Regions from separate parts of the Mus musculus genome. Here all the other regions are linked to region 3. Evidence: chromatin contacts called from public HiChIP or PLAC-seq and promoter capture Hi-C data. All regions are on one chromosome and are shown on one strand. The core of a region is the stretch at or near the end of the contact, and the rest is flanking DNA. Distances in the headings are between cores, read along the strand shown. Region 1 overlaps Akap6 (A kinase (PRKA) anchor protein 6). Region 2 holds the start of Brms1l (breast cancer metastasis-suppressor 1-like). Region 3 holds the start of Egln3 (egl-9 family hypoxia-inducible factor 3). Region 4 overlaps Akap6 (A kinase (PRKA) anchor protein 6).

Region 1 (2,700 bases), core at 78-2,577, 1.3 Mb before region 3:
GGACGAGGAGGGGACGGGGAGCCCCAAGGTAAGTGGCTTGAAGTTTGCCTTATTCCCTCTTATTCCTGTCTTCTTTTGAACTAGGCACCACTGAAGTTTTCTTTCCACCCCTAAGGCTCTTCTTTTCTAGTGGGTAAACTTTGTAACTCCTCTGTCTCTGTCTCTCTCCTCCCATATATATATATATATATATATATATATATATATATATATATGTATGTATATATATCTTGGCTGAAAACAAAACAAAAGGCGACAACTTTCAAGTTTTCCAGGAAGAGGTCTCTTTGTACAAAGTAGCAGAGCAGAAGGGGGACAGGATTCTCAGGGGGTGGGAGGAAGAGGGGGGGCGCATAAAACATTTAGTAAACAAAACATAAAGCATCTTTAACATGAATAATCAGAATGGTTTTAAATTGTTTTGTTGCAACTATAAATCACTATAATCAGTGCAATCACTCAGCTCTGACATCCATTAGCCGCTTGGTTACAGCAAATTAACAAAGAAGAGAGAAAGTGATTCATTATCTCATTCCTGTTAATGACTATCAGATGCATTGCCTAATTAGGGGATGGTCATTGTAGTGGGAAGAAGGTCATGTGCTTTGCTACAAATCTTTTTGCTCAGAGTGTAACTTCTCCATAATGGCGCCTGCACCGAATACAGCAAAGTATTTTTTAAAAACGAGTATTGGCATGTTTTGATTATCCATTTTGGATTTACAAAATAGCCTGTGGAACATATGCCGCTGAACATTAAATGAGGCGCCTTTTAAGTCGGAACACTACGGTCGTAAAGGTATTCTTTGGATTTACAATGTCGAAAACAATTTTATTAATCTGACATTTTCTTAACAGTTTCTCAATTTGTGAAAGGGACTCCAGAAATTAGTTGCCTGGTAGACTCAGGATCTGAACATATTGTAGCACGGGGGAGACAGATTGAAAAGTTCATAGTTTCTATTCCTGGAACGGACAGAGCGAGTAACACTCCCCAACCGCATTTCTTCAGCACGCGTGTGCACGAGCATTGCGCTCTGAGTGAGCTAGCACCCACTGTGCCCTCTGAGACTCAGACTTTTAATACAGGCAGAGCAGAAACCCAAGCCAGCCTCACAACATTGAGACCGTGCAGCCTGTGAAAAGCCCAGGGGATTCCCTTTATCTGTTGGCACCAGAATTGAACGGCAAGATCAGCCCAACTGGAACCTAGGTCGAAGAGGTCACGTTTCAGGAAACACCTGAAGAAAGAGAGAGAGGTGCGTGGCACATGAGCACATATTTTAGGAAGTGACCTGATGGGAGGTTCAAAGCTGCAGCTAGCACCAGGGACCTGACTGTAGTCAGCAGACATCTGCTTGCAGAGGAAGCAGTTGATTGGCAACGGCTTCACTGTGGAAGTGGAGCCGAAATGACAAGAAAGCACAGAACTAAAAGCTGGGTTGTGTTTTATTTATTTAACAGAAAGAGGGGCTGAGAGGTAGACTCATGGTAGAGTACTTGCCTAGCATACATGAGGACATAAGCAAGATTGCCAACACCACAAAACCAAACCAAAAGCTCTGTCATGTCCAATTCCCATTCACTGGCTGCCCTGTATTCAGCCATCACAGCAAACACTAAACACAGTCAAGAGACCCCAGAGAGGTTAACCAGTTTGCCTAAGGGCAGACAGCCACTAAATCTCAGAGCTAGGGCTCCAGGCTGCACTTCCAGGCTTAGATCCCCTGTTCTCCCTCTCCACTGTCTGCTCCCTGCTGCCTGGGCTCAGTGTGCATGTAGAGCTGTTAGAGAGGTGGGGCTTGTGGGGATGGAGGGTTAGGATGCTTTTGAGACTGTACTATTAAAACGATGAAGGGAAACAGGTCGCAGGACAGAAGAGACTCAGAAAAGTTGAGGGAGGGTTGCCATGAGGGAGTGACATGCCACAGAGTAGTGGTCTGAGAAGGGTAAGCATCGAGGAGGAAGCTGTTGACTTGTGTGTGTGTGTGTGTCTGTGTGTGTGTGTGTGTGTGTGTGTGTGTGTGTGTGTGTGTCTGTGTGTGTGTCTGTGTGTGTGTCTGTGTGTGTGTCTGTGTGTGTCTGTGTGTGTGTGTGTCTGTGACTAAGTGGGAAATAACCCTGGATTTCTGTGTAGATACATTCTCCACTGTCTATAAGTCACGAGGCAGGGGTGGATGACTTACATGAGGAAGGGAGGACATGATATACCACAGGGATCTCCAGAGACGTGCACCTCAGACTGATGGGAGAGCTGTGGTGTGGTGTGGTGTGGTAAAGCTGGTCAACAGGACTGGGTTTCAGTCAGCTTGTTTCCTGAGCCAGAGCAAAAGAGACAACATCTGCCTTCTCAGAAAACCTCCTCTGAGCACAGGTCGCTCCTCACGTTCTAACAGGAACTCCTGTAAGAGGCGTACTGCCCCCCCCACACACAGAATCAATGAATGGGAAGATGTCTGAGACATTGACACTTAAATAGCAGACAGTACCAGCTAAAGTGTTTCAACAAGGATTGTATGATTAAACTGAGCTACATTTTATTCTGGCAAAATGTTCCATGGCCATTAGAGAGCAGTGTTTTAGAGGGCTTTGTAAAAAGTAGATGATACCTCTATTTAGCTATGTATTTCAAAATAACTTTGACTTTTCTAAGTCTCTACCTTGACCAAGAACTACTCTAAGAAGGGAAAAAAGAGTAAG
Region 2 (2,700 bases), core at 26-2,525, 1.6 Mb after region 3:
AAGACCCTCATCCTAGCTCCCTGGGAGCCAGTCTGAATAAGATGATGTAGGACCCTCAGCTCCTCCGGATGCTGGCATGCTCCCGCCTTGATGGTAATGGACAGAACCTCTGAACCTGTAAGAAAATGAGCAAGCTGAGAAAGGAAAAATATTTAAAGGGACACCGGGAAGTAGAACAGAGCAAAATCTTTTGTTTTAGGAGATAACAGATCCCACTCAGCTAAATTTAAGTCTATGTGTGATGGAACATACCTTTAATCCCAGGAGACAGAGCCGTGCAGATCACTAAACTCAAGGTCAGCCTACTGAGCAAGTTCCAGGACAGCTAAGTTTCATTCTACTTCCTGGTGTCCCTTTAATACTTTAACCATATATTTTGTTGATAAAATGGACATAATACCGACTCCTACCTTAGGGCTATTAAACTAAAAATTGAACTCAGCAAATCCATGCAGTGAATTTACCAAGATAACCTGATAAAGAGTGAAAGTGATCGGTTATAAGTTACGATTATTATGGTAGTTATGGCATCGTCCTTGTCTGTGTAATCCTGTTTTTGAAAAAAAAAAAATGACATCTTTTTAAGTCAAATATTTATTTTTCACTGGAACCTGAAATTAAATCAATTTAATTTGGGTAGCTTCTTCCATTAAAAAAAAAAAAAAAAAGTAAGAACGCAAGATTGAAATACTAAGATAAAATTTCCTTCCCCTCTGTAGTTTTGGTTGTAAAAATTCCAAGAACAATGAAATTTTCTTTGTGAAAATTATTTCTTACACATACAATTCAATTTAATAGTTTACTAGCTGTACTAAAGGTACTACTAGTGTAGAAGAGACGATTCTGTAACCCTCCAGGCTCACAGAGTATGCAAAGACCCTTTCAGGCAAAGGATCTTTTCACATTCTTCTCACAGTTTGAGTAGCTAGGCAGATCAGATAACCACTTGGCGGGAAAAGGATAAGTACAGACCAAATCCGCACAATCTGTTTCTGTTTAGTTTATAAACTGCGTCCCAGTATGTCAGCTTTCCTGCCTTGTGGGACTTGAAGTCCGAAGTGAGAAGCGATTAAGGCAGCTGAATCTTAGAAACCCATAGCCCCTGAAGCTCTGAGGCCTAAGGACTACAATTCCCGACAGACAGCGGAAGGCCGCGCCGTAATCACCGGTAACCAATCGTTCGCTTGCAAGACAAGCCACGCCTCTAGCTCCGGGACAGCCTTGACCAATGGCAGAGCTCGCAGCGCAAGCCTGCGGGTTAGGTTGTGAGGCTGAGGCCGGGGGTGGGGAGGAGTCGAGGGTTTCGGATCCAGCTCGGTGGCCGGGTGGGTCGGGGCGTTCGGCGCGCCCTTCACCGAAGCGGCAGTGGCCGGGCTGGGAGCAGGAAGTGGGAAGCGACGGCGAGGTTGGAAAATGCCGGTCCATTCTCGAGGGGATAAGAAGGAGACGAATCATCACGATGAGATGGAGGTGGACTACGCGGAGAACGAGGGGAGCAGTTCCGAAGACGAGGACACCGAGAGCTCGTCGGTCTCGGAGGATGGGGACAGTTCAGGTGCGCTACCCAGCTGGGCGGGGATGCCGGGTCCCTTGCGCCGCGCGCGCGACAGGCCGCGGTGCTCACGCCGGGCGGTGCGTCCTGCTGCGAGCGCGGGGCGGGGAGATGGGGAAGGGGCGGGGACTGGCTCGGCGTCTGGCACCCGGAGCTGCGGGTCGCCGCGGGCTCCAGTTCTGGCTCTGGCTCCCGGTGGGCTGGGCGCCCGCAGGCTTTGAGGACCCGAGGCGATTCTGTGCACTGTGGGACCCGCCCTAGGGTCACCTGGCAGTACCCTGGGGCTACCGGCTCCGGAGTGGAATGTCCGGCTGGCTGGTCTGGAAGACTGCAAATGTCCCTTAGCTGACACCACCGACCTCTTTACTAGTAGTCTCAGCAACCTTTGTCAGCGTTTTTGTGGGGGCTGAGGATAAATTTGCCTTGGTCCTTGGCGGGCTTGCCACTCATCAACCTTAGCTTTCAGGTCAGCCTCTCACCAGTACTGTCATCAGAGGACTGACTTGGGAACTCTCAGGTTCATAATAGGTCCCAAAAGTTTTCAAGACGAAGAAGGGACCAGCCTGAGGGATCATTTGGAATCTTTGTCAGTTTTTAATCTGGAAGATGTGGGCAGTGTTGACATTCCCAGAATCTTCAAGCTTTGGTTATTTTGTAACTTTGGGCTGTTTCTAACCCCTTATAAGTCTTTTAATACTTTAATAAAATGAATGGAACTGATTTCCCGGATCTTCCTCTAACCATATGACAGACTGAGAATGGCTTTGTCTAACCCTGGTTTTGGCTGTGTAATGGGAAGCATTGATAACAGGTTAATGACTGTGGTATCACCTCACACCTTTTTTTTTTTCAGGTTTGTCTGTCAAAAAAGTATACTTGGAAGCATGTAATGCCGATAAGTCAGCCATCCAAAAGTAAATATTTATGAAGTTTTTACTCATAAATATTTATACTCATATACTCATTTATATACTCATACTCATTATACTCATAAATAAACATGAGGATAAATTTATAGTTATCTCCGTTGAAGAACAGTGTTTTGCTTACTCAGCAGGACAGTTGAACTCATGAATTCATGGTAGTTGTGACAGTGTGCACAAGACCTGGGCAGACTCAATCCAGACTAAAATCCCAGTATGGAGGGG
Region 3 (2,700 bases), core at 153-2,652:
ACCTGTAAACATTTTCAAGATAAATCATCACCACCCACTGCCCCCATTACGGGCTATGAGAACAACAAAAACAAGGTTTCTACCCAGAGGTACCTCACCACTCTCTTCATGGACCTTATCAGGTTGTTTGAGTGGATTTTGCCATGAGTTTATAGGAAAAGAAAGGCGATGGCGTGGGGCTCAGCACTTGGGCTGAGGGGTCTATGAGAATTCTGAGCCCCAGGGCTCAAAGGCTGCAGCAGAAGTGGAGGACTTAACCTTGTCATACCGAACTCTTCCCTCCCACCCTACCTAACTCTACAAGCCAACTAACACAAGGCAAAAATTAGACTTGCCTCTAGTAGAGTTAAGAGTGCCTCTGGCTACTGTGAAGGGCAGTACCGGGTGGCTTTAAAGGAGGCACTTCGGATCATGGACATGCGTGTCGCAGTGTTTCCAATATCTTTTCCCTCCACCAGCCAGTTGTCCTTGCGGTCATCACCAAAACCAGGGCAATTCTTTCAGAGTCAGCAGAAGCTCATCATCACGAGACACCTGAGCCCCTTAACGTGGACTTTTGCTTAAGGGGTTAGGCCAGGAGGTGGAGGGGACGCAAGTAGGGCAGATAGGCAAGCTGACTTCTTGGTTAAAAACCAAAGTTCGCTGCACCCCAGCGAAGGCGACACAACACTCCGAATGAAGGCTTCCCGTCCCCTGCAGCGCAGCTGCGGCTGGGCACCCGCACGCATCCTACCTTGGACCGCTCCTTGACATAGTATTTGCCCAGCCGGCTCCCGCAGTACAGGACCAGCCGGTCGATGAGGGACAGGAGGAAGTTGATGGCCTCGCAGCCCTCCTCGTTGCCCCCGATCCACGTGATCTGGTCGCCTCGCAGGTGCCGCTTGGAGACGCCGGCGCACGGCCCGGCCAGCTGGCCGTCACGCAGGGCCCCGTTGTAGTGCAGCTGCTTGACTCGCTCCAGCACGCAGTCGCCCACCACCTCGCCTAGGAAGTTGTCCAGGTAGCAGAAGCCGACCTCGTGCAGACAGGGCACGATGTACTCCAGGGCGATCTTCTCCAGATCCAGCCTCATGATGTGTCCCAGAGGCATCTCGCCCACAGAGCCGAGGCCGGGGACCCCCAGGGTGCACGCACCCAGGGCTTTCCCAGCGCGAGCGCACAGCGAAGATGCGGAGAGCCGGGCCGGGGACTCTCCCACCTGCGGTGGTCACAGTCCCCGAGCCACTTTAGCTCCAGAGGCGGGGAAAGTTGCTCGAAACTCTGAAGAGAAGGGATCCCGGCTCTGGGACCGGCGGGAGCAGTGTAGGGCTCCGCCACCCAGCGCCGGACTGGCCCAGTGAGAAGTCGGAGGGCCCTTTTTGGAGATGCAGAGCCACCGCCGCGGCGGCCGTGGCCGGGGGAGGAACGAGAGAAAGCACCGCCTTGACCCCAACGTCATGGTCCCGCCCCCGGGACTGCCCTCCTCCGGGCTCTTCCTCTTGGACTGGTGCTGCGGAGCATCTGGGTGAGCTCCACTCTAGCTAACCTGTGTGTGACCCAAGAAAGGGCTGGATTTTTTTTTTTTAATGCTCTCGATTTGCATATTGATTTGCGTTAAATCCCCTAACAAACTTGAAAACCTGGATCTCACGTCTGAGATGCACATGAACAGTTTATTGCCACTTTCTGGGCTAGTCACCTCTCTGGTGACTATATTTCTTAAACATTAAGGTTTAAGCTCTACCTAGTGTCTTTCCTTCTTTCCTCTTCTGTTTGATTCGGGTCTGGCTGTTCCAACCCCTGTGAGAGAGAGAGGTGAATTTAATTTTAACCAAAACTGACTGATTCATTAACAAACATTCCCCTTGACCTCCCCCCACCCTGTGTGCCAGGCTGGTGTGTATCCCCTGAGAAGGGAGTGGAGGACAGAGAGATAGGGAGGCGCCCCGGGAAGGGAGAGCACTGCCAAATCCTGCAAATTTTTGTATTTTGTCCTGCGGGAGATGTTCATGCACCATTTATACTCAAGCTTTTTACTAAAAGGTTCTGAAATTCTCTCTCAAAATCACTCGCACTCTCCCCAAAAGATACACTGTGTTCCAGGTCTCTCTGGCTTCTACTACATGCAACTTGCACTAGAGCCCTAGGCCCTACCCAAAAGGCTTAATTATCTACTGTAAGGTGGTCTCTATACAGATTTCTGATGCCCTTTCCTTCCAAATGAGAGAGAGAGAAACAGAGACATCTAAGACAGAGGGAAAGAGAGACAAACACAGAGAGACAGAGAGACAGAGAGTCAGTTCACATCTTTGCACATTTAGATTTTCAGTTAAGTCAAATGAAAAACTGCACCGATTTTTCAAGCATCACTAATTTTGGACATAAAGTCCTTTTTGCTTTTATTCTCTTCCCAATAGCCCCTCTGCTCACCTTCTCTGAGGGGAGAAGTGGGGGTGCAGTTCATGTGAAGGAGAGGCAGAGGAGGAGAGAGTGCTGACAGACTGGGAAGAAGGCTGTATTGTAGTCAGTGAGGGCAAACAGGGCCTTGGGGAGTGGCAGTCAACCAGAGAGGGTGTAAGCAGCTTTGAAGAAACCTAACTAGCTCCATGGAGAACAGGGACCCTGTTAATGGCCTTGCTCAGTTGGCCTCTTCCATATGTCTGTCCAGGAGAAGGTGTATTTCCTTAGGGTAAAGGCTCAACTTCAAGAAGCTGTTGTCCA
Region 4 (2,700 bases), core at 8-2,507, 1.3 Mb before region 3:
TCATCCTGCTCTTACACAGTGCTCCTCCCATCATCCTGCTCTTACACAGTGCTCCTCCCATCATCCTGCTCTTACACAGTGCTCCTCCCATCATCCGGCTCTTACACAGTGCTCCTCCCATCATCCGGCTCTTACAGGCTCTTCACCTCCTCTTCTGTGATGTTCTCCAAGTGTTGGTGGTGGCAGTGGGTGTTGAGAAAGAGGTCTCATTTATGGATGAGTAGCCTTTAATGTACTTTCTCTGGCAATTATCATGGAATCCCCCAAATGAATATTATTGCATGAATTTTACAGGTGAAGGAACTGATTTCAAAGGCAGGAAACAACTCCTGTAGTAACTGCTGGAACCAAAGTCAGTTCTGAGTGGCTCTACCACTGTTCCCTAATGTCTACCCTGGCTCACGGTTAATGTGTCTCTCTTTTAATATACCATCTTCTGTTATCCTTACATAATCTTTATTTATTTTCAACTTTCAATTTCTGGGAAGAAAAACCTATCAGTCAAGTCAGCCAGCTGGTCTTCCGTGATGTCATGTGGACCAGTGAGACCCTGTTTGTGTACTGAGTCCATCACCTTCCAGCTCCAGGTTTGGGTACTGAGTCCATCACCTTCCAGCTCCAGGTTTGGGTACTGAGTCCATCACCTTCCAGCTCCAGGTTTGGGTACTGAGTCCATCACCTTCCAGCTCCAGGTTTGGGTACTGAGTTCATCACTTTCCAGCTCCAGGTTTGGGTACTGAGTCCATCGCCTTTCAGCTTCAGGGCACGGACAAGACACTTGCTCTTCTCATCTGCATACCGAGAGTGACAAGAGTCCCCACCTCCTGTGATCATTACAGGTCCTAAGTGTTTTATTTTACACAACAGATCCTAGCTGTAGTGAGGGTGCTTATTACTTCAGCTAGAATTATCCGGATGAATTCGCTGGGCCTTTAACTGTGGAATACGGAGAAAGTAGCAATTAGGTTTTAACGACTTAAAATACCAATAGAAGTTGGCCATTTTTTTTTTCTCCATAAAGTTGTTGTTCACGGTTCCGGGGTTCATCTGCATGGCCCTGCTTGTTGGCAGCTTATTTGATCTAGTCTGGCCCAGAATTCACATCTGGGGTCTCTAACAGGAGACAGAATCCTTTTGAGGTGAAGACACACAGATACACAAGGTTCACATCCAGATGCCAGACACCACAGGGCAACTGACCATCCAGGACGTGGCTAACGCTGCCTGCTGACCACTTCCTCTGTCAGTCAACGGAGTCATTCAGCCTGTTACGGCAATGGTCGTGAATGGTCACATTTAACTTCCTTCAAGTCTGCCTTCCGTACGTTAGGAGGGAACTCTTTAGTGATCTTTCTTGCAGAGCTCCTCTCAAAAGACGGGGCAGAAAGAGATCAGTGCGAAGGGAGAGGAGCTGAGGAGCTGAGGAGTCCAGGAACCGAGGAGCCAGGCTCCCACCTCAGCCTTTGTGCGCTGGGGTTGGGGGAGGTGCGTTCTCCACACAGTGCAGGGCAGCACCAGGCAGGAGGAACCTGACTTCTATAGTTATCCAGAACACTAGAGAAACACACTCATGTACCTAGTACCAACCATAGGAAGGAACAAATTAATGTACAGATAAGAGTGCTGTGTATAACAGAATACGTCCTTCATTCTTTCTTAGGAGCTGTTTTTCTTACAAAATCATTTGAATCCAATATATCAGAGTTTAGACATGCTTTGCATTCTGCCATCTTTTTAAATATCGATATTTACCTTTCTGTGCCCATTCATGTCTACCAGTTGCTTCATACACAGCAGGATCTTACTAAATATTTCAATGAATGAATGAATGATCAGTTTTTGTCATATTATAGTTTGATCCCTATTTCAAAATAGTTGCATTTTCTAGATTTACCCTATTTTTCTGCCTGTTGTCATCCACACCGGCCTGCTTTCCTTTATTCACACCACAAAGATGTCAGTGGGCCCTCTGAAAGCAAGCATCAGCTGTGTGTGGGTCTAAGTGTGAATGCACCTGTGTGCACCACTTTCTTGGTCTTTCTGAGAGAGAGAGGACATGTCCCGTGACTCACAGGAAGTGCCCTTGGTAGTACACGGAGGTGCTGGAACACTGGACAAAGCCAGGAGATCAATACATCAAGAGCTGACTGAACGCCAGGGAAACTGATTTCCATTCAACCGTTTGCATCCGCACTCTTAAGGCCACACACAGCAACAGTGCCCCCACTGGGGTGTAGAGAGCCAAGATTTCCCTAAGAGAAAGTACAACCTGGTTTTTGTTACAAACAGGAACAGCGAGACTTCTCATGTTTCTGTCTCGATGGATGAAACTTGGCATCGGCAAAAGAGGAGGCAGGAGATCACCCGGCAAAGAAAACCGGTGAGGGTGGGCTGCAGTTGAGAAGACATTTGCAGAGAAAGGTCCTTGTTGTCTCTGATGTCCACCCTGTTGTGTTGACTGCCTGAGCTGTACAGACACTCGTTCAAGGAAGGTTTCCCAGGGCCCTCGGTTTACTAATTGCATCTCAGAAATCTCAGCTAACCCTGCACTCGTGGTTCTGCTAGGAAATCTGACATGCATGACTTAAAACTTTTTGACTAACAACATCTATGACCCTGAACACGCTCCTAAGCTTTCATGGTTGTTTTTAGAGGGGGAGGGTGATAATTAATCATCTAGTATTGATTATATTTAAAATA

Evidence for each region. Promoter capture Hi-C pulls out the DNA fragments that hold promoters and counts their contacts. HiChIP or PLAC-seq counts read pairs in DNA pulled down with a chosen protein or histone mark. Capture Hi-C pulls out chosen DNA fragments and counts their contacts.
Region 1: a contact with region 3 is called in a promoter capture Hi-C map of pre-B cells, with 3 times the contacts expected there. The contact joins the enhancer-like site here to the promoter of Egln3 in region 3. A contact is called at or near these places in 6 of 39 promoter capture datasets (the C10 cell line, cranial neural crest, liver and 3 more) and 1 of 115 datasets of contacts at active chromatin or transcription factors (astrocytes).
Region 2: a contact with region 3 is called in a promoter capture Hi-C map of liver, with 2.2 times the contacts expected there. The contact joins the promoter of Brms1l here to the promoter of Egln3 in region 3. A contact is called at or near these places in 2 of 39 promoter capture datasets (neutrophils and pre-B cells) and 1 of 9 other capture datasets (liver).
Region 4: an H3K27ac HiChIP or PLAC-seq map of acute myeloid leukemia shows a contact between it and region 3, with 8 times the contacts expected there. The contact joins the enhancer-like site here to the promoter of Egln3 in region 3. A contact is called at or near these places in 15 of 39 promoter capture datasets (the 3T3-L1 cell line, 3T3-L1-derived adipocytes, the HPC-7 cell line and 9 more), 1 of 15 datasets of contacts at CTCF or cohesin (large pre-B cells), 7 of 484 Hi-C or Micro-C datasets (the 3T3-L1 cell line, the HPC-7 cell line, brown adipocytes and 4 more), 9 of 115 datasets of contacts at active chromatin or transcription factors (acute myeloid leukemia, bone marrow-derived macrophages, embryonic forebrain and 4 more) and 1 of 9 other capture datasets (adipose tissue).

The regions. Positions count from the first base shown.
Region 1 is chr12:52,938,479-52,941,178 of GRCm38.p6, forward strand. It overlaps Akap6 (A kinase (PRKA) anchor protein 6), which reads left to right. Exons shown (of 14, transcript NM_198111.2): 7 at 1-28. Among named protein-coding and RNA genes, the nearest start is that of Gm51971, 140 kb to the left of the region's middle. Within about 2 kb of position 1,328, at least 46 of the 459 cell types and tissues checked have an H3K27ac peak or open chromatin away from gene starts, as enhancers often do. A contact at or near this core is called in pre-B cells, where this site is marked.
Region 2 is chr12:55,835,091-55,837,790 of GRCm38.p6, forward strand. It overlaps Brms1l (breast cancer metastasis-suppressor 1-like), which reads left to right and starts at 1,276. Exons shown (of 10, transcript NM_001037756.3): 1 at 1,276-1,555. The coding sequence starts at 1,414.
Region 3 is chr12:54,202,472-54,205,171 of GRCm38.p6, forward strand. It overlaps Egln3 (egl-9 family hypoxia-inducible factor 3), which reads right to left and starts at 1,403. Exons shown (of 5, transcript NM_028133.2): 1 at 734-1,403. The coding sequence starts at 1,090.
Region 4 is chr12:52,907,399-52,910,098 of GRCm38.p6, forward strand. The region is part of intron 4 of Akap6 (A kinase (PRKA) anchor protein 6); the gene reads left to right. Among named protein-coding and RNA genes, the nearest start is that of Gm51971, 110 kb to the left of the region's middle. Within about 2 kb of position 1,258, at least 20 of the 459 cell types and tissues checked have an H3K27ac peak or open chromatin away from gene starts, as enhancers often do. A contact at or near this core is called in acute myeloid leukemia and bone marrow-derived macrophages, where this site is marked.